Regions from separate parts of the Mus musculus genome. Here region 1 is linked to region 2. Evidence: chromatin contacts called from public Hi-C data. All regions are on one chromosome and are shown on one strand. The core of a region is the stretch at or near the end of the contact, and the rest is flanking DNA. Distances in the headings are between cores, read along the strand shown. Region 1 overlaps Stat5b (signal transducer and activator of transcription 5B). Region 2 holds the start of Naglu (alpha-N-acetylglucosaminidase (Sanfilippo disease IIIB)).

Region 1 (3,573 bases), core at 620-3,119, 260 kb before region 2:
TATTGTGTAACTATGTGTGTGTGTTGTATGAGTATGTGTGTATGTGTGAGAGTGTGTATGTGTGTATGTGTACATGTGTACATGAAGGTGTGGGGGCAGGAAAGGGAGAGAGGAGCGTGAGAGAGATGATGATGTAAATGAACCTGAGCATATGAAGGGGGCCTTGTTGTACCTCTGCTGCAACTTTCTGCAAATTCAAAATTATTTTGAAATAAGAAGTTAAAAGAGAGTAAAAGTCATGGCTGGGAGTGGTGCTTACCTACAGCCCATACTGGGGGTGGAGTGGAATTGATGCAGGAGGATCCCCAGTTTGAGGCCAATCTGACCTAAATAGTGAAACTTTTCATTTCTTTTTAAATAAAGATTAGTTTCTATTTTTATTTCTGTGTCTGTATGTCACTTGTGGGTGGATGCCTGTTGAGGTCAGAAGAGGGCTCCAAGCCCCAGGTTACTGTGAGTTTCCTGATGTGGGTGCTGAGAGCTGAACCCAGGTCCTCTACAATAGCAGCACGCTGGCTGGTTTTCTATCAACCTGACACAAATTAGAGTCATCAGAAGAGGGCGCCTCAGTGGAGAAAAATGCCTTCTTATGATAGGTTTGGGTTGTAGGAAAGCCTATAGGGCATTTTGTTAATTAGTGATTGATGTGGGAGGGCCCAGCCCATTGTGTGTGGGGCCGCCCCTGGGCTGGTGGTTCTGGGAGCTATGAGAAAGCAGGCTGAGCAAGCAATGGGGAGCAAGCCAGTAAGCAGCATTCCTCTATGGCCTCTGTATCAGCTTCTGCCACCAACTTCCTGCTTTGTTTGGGTTCCTGTCCCGACTTCCACCAATGACGAACTGTGATGTGGAAGTGTAAGCCAGATAAACGGTGTTCTCCTCAATTCACTTTTGGTCATAGTGTTTCATCACAGCAATAATAACCCTAAGACAAGCAGGAAGCGCTCTTAACCACAGAACCAACTCTCCAGCCCCACGGTGAGACTCTTGTCTCAAAGAAGGTAACAGCCGCAACCACAAAGCCAATCAAAACCATGTGCGTGAAACACACATTTCTACGATGCCGGGTTAAAGATCAGAACACGTGTCTACAGAAAATTAAATGAAGAAGTCCTCAAGAGGGCAGGGCCTAAGTGTGGCCAGTGTTTGTACCCACCTGGAGCTGTGTGGCATAGTGCCCCAGCTTGATCTTCAGCAAAAACCCATCTTCCCCCACCTGGTGCTCCGCCTTCTTCTGCAGCTCCTGCACCAGGCCCTCCAGGAGCTGGGTGGCCTTAATGTTCTCCTGTGGATTATCAAGATCTATTGAGTCCCTAGGGGAAAAAAATTACACAATCTGTATACATACATGCATAGGAGCCTGTACACATGCAGCCTTTACATACTACATTTGTTTTGTGGGTGCTGGGATTATAGGTGTGAGCCATCATGGGAGTCTGGAACGTGATTTCTTCTATAATTCACGGGTTAAGAAACACCCCGACATAAGTTGGCTAAATGTCTACAATGCCTGACTCTACAATTCTTTTAGCTGAGCTTTACACTTCTTTCTCTAAATACTCCTTCCTCCCTTCCCTTTACTGACTGACTCTGATATTAACCCACCCCCTCCTAGGAATAAAGGGAATAAGGGGTCTTCTAACTTCCAGTTTATACTCGTATCTCCAGGGTATGTGGGACAGGGTATATAGTTCTGCATGTTCTTTCCAACCTTGACTGGCTCCAGGCCCCCAGTCACTGCCCTTCCTAAGGGACCCTGGAAGGGAGGCATCAGGACAGAAGATGCCTACAAGTATTCACACCCAGGAGAATAGTCTGTCATCACTGCAGATATGGGACCTGGAAATAACACTGACTCCTCCAGTGAAGGCGAGAAGCCAGTCCCCAGACCTCGTGTCATCCTGAGCTGTTCAGCTGGTGACAGGGGTTGGGTCCACTTCCTCCTTATCTTCTTTCTTTTTGTCCTTAAAAGATTTTTGTCTACTAAGTTAGGCAACAATTGCTGCTGGGTAATACTTAAGTGACTTAGCACGCTGACAAACCAAACAGCTGTCAGGCTGAAATAATATCTAATTACTGCTGACCAGGTCCACAGCCAGGGAAGAGAGCCAGCGGCAGCTAAAAGACAGCCACCCACAAATCCCTGAAGTTAGCAAGTGGCTGGTGGCAAACAGCTAGGCAGACGCGCACCAAAGCCCTGAGACGACCTTACCAGAGACCACCCAACCTGTGTCTGGAAAGGGTAGGGACAAAGCCAATTTTTAGAAGTGTATTCTCTATGGGTTGAAGAAAATATGTATGAAGTGGAAGGCTAGACGGGCTGCAGGCACAGCCTTGCTCCTCTGTTCTGACTGGGAGCCCACTGTTGAAAGGATCTAGTCTTTTTTTGTTTGTTTGTTTTTTCAAGACAGGGTTTCTCTGTATAACCCTGGCTGTCCTGGAACTCACTTTGTAGACCAGGCTGGCCTTGAACTCAGAAATCCACCTGCCTCTGCCTCCCAAGTGCTGGGATTAAAGGCGTGCGCCACCACTGCCCGGCTGAGAGGATCCAGTCTTTGAACAGAACACAGGAGTCTGGTTCTCAATTTGGACTCAACCATAGCCTACAATCAGAGACTTCATGACAGCTTCAATACGAAGAGCTGGAAACTCTTCGGTGATATCTCTATTTCTCTATGGGGAAAAAACAAAACCCTACCTAAAACCCACGTTTTCCTTAATATCAACCCCAATTTCCCAAAGCTTATTCAATAAGTAGACTACTCAGGAGATCTGCTGGCTGAAAGCCCATTTGCCTAGGACTGTCTCGAGTTCCTAGGCTTAAGTAATTCCCCTGCCTCAGCTTCCTGAGTAGCTGGAATTACAGGAATGCGCTGTTGTACTCGAATAAACGAAAGTTGGCTTTTGTTCTCTCTTTTGTGGTATGGAGCCAGTCTGCTTAGCTGGACGAATGCTCTACCGCTGATCTAGCCTCTAAGTGAGATTTTTAATCAGCAGAAACTTCCTATTAATGTTTTCCGAAATCTCCCAAATCATTAAAACAGAAAGAAAAGGAAAAGGACTGGACTAATTGAGGTGTGTTTGATGTTCTCATATTTAGTCAGTTTTTCCCCCTCTTAATTATATGAAGCTGGGATTTTTTTTTTAATTGCCTTCCTTCGGCAGGCTTGTTTCTGAACGGAGCCTTGCTAACAAGCTGTAGCAATTACTGTAAGGCAACATCTCCAGTGGGTAGGGACAGCCTTCTCCCAGCAGCAACAAGGCTGGCTCTCCAAAGAGGAGCTCACCACCCTGGTCAAAGCCTGGCTAGTCTGATGAACTTGTGATGAACTTGGACACTCACGGACAGACTGAGGCCAACGACGGGCAAGCTCCCTGCCCTGCACGCTGCTGGGCACCGCTGATGGCTGGTGAGGATGCGGCAGGGCTGAGGAGGCAGCCGCTCAGTGGTACAGCTGTCTCGTGTGTTGTAAGCTTTGTCCTAGCACTGCACGGTAAGATGCATTGCTACTGAACTGTGTTATACCGATCTAACAATTTTAAAGCTCAAGTATATAATTCATAATAGAGATAAAA
Region 2 (3,508 bases), core at 403-2,902:
TTGCTCTTGTTCATACTGGTCTTAAACTCCTTGGCTCAAACTACTGTCAGCACACAAGTCCATAAAGCTACCACAATTCCCCTGTTCTAAGAAAAAAAAATAGGTGTACCTATAATCACAGGAATTTGAGATTCTGGGGCAGGAAGTTTACTTTGGCTTCGAGGTCAACCCAGTCTATAGAATGAGATTTTGTCTCAAAACAACAAGAAGAAATTAGAAAATGAATTGGTAAAGGAACATCGATTTGTCTATAGTTTGGTCTGAAGTCAAAATTTCTGGTTTCTTTGAAGACTCCTTTGTGTCATGTAATGTTTTTCTAAAAACTGTCTTATGAGAGATGTTTTGGCTAAAGCAGACCCATGAAAAGATGATTTGCTAAGAATAGACACATGATGTTCTTCTAGAGACAGCCTAAAAGGGGGGGGGGTGGATATGATGTTTTACCAGAGCATATACTTGAGAAAACACATGATGTTTCTTTTAAAAAGACATAAATATAGCCCAAGGGACAGTAGACACTGCCAGATGGTGTTGGTTCACCTTGCCATTCTTTGTTGGTTATCATTTGTCATCACTTCATAGAAGGAAACGCACCAGGTAACTTCTAACAGCTTTATGACAATGGGTAAGTCTTTTTTTTTTTTTTTTTTTTTTGAACGTACTGAACACGAGTTTTCCTTTGAAATGCATTAATTTAACAGACCACCAGCTTCCAGCATCCTGGAAGCTAAGAATGTTATCTGAAGCCTGCAACTGATTCCCAGATTCACTATAACCCACTTCTGATGTCTCCACCAATCTATTCAAAAAAGTGTTTTGATATGTGCTCCATTACTATAAAAACTTCAAATTATTTCCACATTGGAACATGGAAACTGGGTTGACCTAAAACTGTTCCAGGGCCATGGTCATTCATATTGGGCTTCAGAATAAGCTCTCAGTCCTTTTGAAGCGAGAGTTGTGGGTTTTGCTGTCAATAGAGGACAATCTCGGGTGTTACCTTCTACCTTAAGATAAGGTCTCTTCCCCATCTGTCACTTTATACATCAGGGCAGCTGTCTCCAGCGCTCATCTCCCGGGAGCACTGGGATTGCAGCCTCCCAATGCTGGGACAGCTTTATGTGGATTCTGCCAATTCAAATGAATGTCCTCAGGTGCAAGCGCTTTATCCACTGAGCTATCTTCTCACCCAGAGAAATCCTTATTTGGTTTCCAGATCTTTAGCCAGAAATGACAACTGAGACTTCTCTAATATAAACAACAGTCTGATACGAAATAAAATCCAAATACACATTTATTAGATGAGGGGTTAGAATATAGCTTAGTGGTAGAGCCAAGTCTTGGCTGGCTTCAATTCTCGTCGCTTAAAAGAGTGGCTAGATATTTGGAAGGGAAGTGACTTGCGGAAGAAAGAGGGCCGAATCTGAAAGGGCTTGGGCATGCGCAGCGTCTCATCGGGCCGAGGATGTTTCATAGGGTCACGCACCCTCCAGCCACGAGCGCGGTCAGCAGACCCTGACCAGTGTCTGAGTCCGGAAACCAGGTTCTCCGGGCGGGTAGCAGGAGCCAACCTTCAGGTCACGTGGCCCGAGGTCGGCAGCCGATTGGATGCTGGCAGCCCTGCCCCGCGGGCCCGGAGCTTGGTATTGGTTGTGAGGGGGCAGCGGCCGCGCGGTTGGCATCATGGAAGCCGCGGGGCTGGCCGTGATTCTGGGGTTCCTACTCCTGGCTGGGGGCTCTGTGGGTGATGAGGCTCGGGAGGCAAAGGCCGTGCGGGAACTGGTGGTCCGGCTACTGGGACCCGGGCCGGCGGCCAATTTCTTGGTGTCCGTGGAGCGCGCGCTGGCGGACGAGTCGGGCCTGGACACCTACAGCCTGAGCGGCGGCGGCGGGGTGCCAGTGCTTGTGCGCGGCTCCACGGGCGTGGCGGCAGCCGCGGGGCTGCACCGCTACCTGCGTGACTTCTGTGGCTGTCAGGTGGCCTGGTCCAGCGCTCAGCTGCACCTGCCGTGGCCGCTGCCCGCTGTGCCCGACGGGCTGACCGAAACCACGCCCAACAGGTATTGATGCTGTGGGTCCCAGACGGCTGGGGCAGCTGCCTGCAGCCTCGGGACAGCCACCGTTGGTGAGGACCAGCACACCTAAGTCGGGGCTGCAGCTACAGACTCGCCTGGAGACTGAGAAGGAAGTGCTGGCTCGGGGATCTGTGCCTTCAAATCTTGGCTCCCCTCTAGCTGTATATTCTTGAGCCAAATCATTTAGCTTCCCAGCCCCCACTGCTGGAAATAATGACAAACTATAGGAACTGTGAGCCCTCTTCATGAGAGAGACCAATTTTGCCTTATGGCACTGACACCCTAAGACACCACAGGATGCACAGCAGGAGCTCTGGGCATGTTGAATAAAAATGAAGTTATGTATTCACAATAGCTACTAGCTAGGGAGGTCTGCGGGAAGTTCCAGCTTCACCCGAGGTGGATTTGGAATGAGCAGGAGAGGAGGCACATTGAAACCTTTGCCCACTGTCCTGTATGCGTACTGTGTTGGGGTTAGTAGCTGCCTCTGGCTGCCTCTGAAGTGTTCCAGAGGGGTGAGTGAGGCATCCCATATGTCCCCAATAATGTGCCCCTACCCGCAGGTACCGCTATTACCAGAATGTGTGCACGCACAGCTACTCCTTCGTGTGGTGGGACTGGGCCCGTTGGGAGCAAGAGATTGACTGGATGGCACTGAATGGCATCAACCTGGCTCTGGCTTGGAATGGCCAGGAGGCCATCTGGCAAAGGGTTTGTGCCAACCTGGCCCCTCACACTCTCCTGCCTGCCTTACATACACCCCTGCCCCTGGGAAACCGAGGCCTTCCAGGGTGGGACAAAGTATCTGGCAGTATATGTCTGTAATCCCAGGACTCAGGTAGAGGCAGGAAGATTCAAGATTGAGTTCCAAGGCAGGAACTCAATCAGGGCAGGTACCTGGAGGCAGGAACTGAAGCAGAGACTTTGGAGCAACACTGCTTGCTTCCTGACTTGGTCAGTCTTTCTTATATACCCAGAACCACCTGCTCAGGGATGGCACAGCCCCCAATAGGCTGAGCCCTTCCATATCAGTCACCAGTCAAGAAAGTGCCCCCACAGGATTGCCTTCAAGCCAATCGGATGGGGGTATTTTGTCAATGGAGGCTGCTTCTTCCCGGATGACCCTAGCTTAAGTAAGGATGACGGGGGGGGGGGGGGGGGGGGGGGAGCCAGAGACTCTCCGTGGTTTGAGGGAAGCCTCTTTGTGTCCCAGAGAGTCACCCATCCCACAGACATGGAGCTGTTTCCTGGACCGTGAGCTCCCTGTAGGCTGAGGTCCAGATCTGTCTTAGTAGCAGTAGTCCCCAGCTCAGAGAGGTGGTGAGCAAGAACTTGTCCAATGACGTGGTTTATAGGTAGGGGCTCTTCCTGCTCCACAGGTATACCTGGCCTTGGGCCTGACCCAGTCAGAGATCGATACGTACTTCACCGGT

The links. Hi-C and Micro-C count contacts between places; a contact is called where the count stands out from the background.
Region 1: a Hi-C map of T follicular helper cells shows a contact between it and region 2, with 2.6 times the contacts expected there. The contact joins the enhancer-like site here to the promoter of Naglu in region 2. A contact is called at or near these places in 3 of 39 promoter capture datasets (the C10 cell line, cranial neural crest and embryonic stem cells), 1 of 15 datasets of contacts at CTCF or cohesin (large pre-B cells), 12 of 484 Hi-C or Micro-C datasets (CD4 T cells, CD8 T cells, T follicular helper cells and 8 more), 13 of 115 datasets of contacts at active chromatin or transcription factors (T-cell acute lymphoblastic leukemia, bone marrow-derived macrophages, double positive thymocytes and 7 more) and 4 of 9 other capture datasets (adipose tissue, embryonic stem cells, macrophages and 1 more).

What each region holds. Positions count from the first base shown.
Region 1 is chr11:100,803,717-100,807,289 of GRCm38.p6, forward strand. Stat5b (signal transducer and activator of transcription 5B) reads right to left here. Exons shown (of 19, transcript NM_001113563.2): 3 at 1,154-1,310. Among named protein-coding and RNA genes, the nearest start is that of Ghdc, 35 kb to the left of the region's middle. Within about 2 kb of position 1,870, at least 64 of the 459 cell types and tissues checked have an H3K27ac peak or open chromatin away from gene starts, as enhancers often do. A contact at or near this core is called in CD8 T cells, T follicular helper cells, adipose tissue and 6 more, where this site is marked.
Region 2 is chr11:101,068,442-101,071,949 of GRCm38.p6, forward strand. It overlaps Naglu (alpha-N-acetylglucosaminidase (Sanfilippo disease IIIB)), which reads left to right and starts at 1,653. Exons shown (of 6, transcript NM_013792.2): 1 at 1,653-2,060; 2 at 2,639-2,786; 3 at 3,455-3,508. The coding sequence starts at 1,684.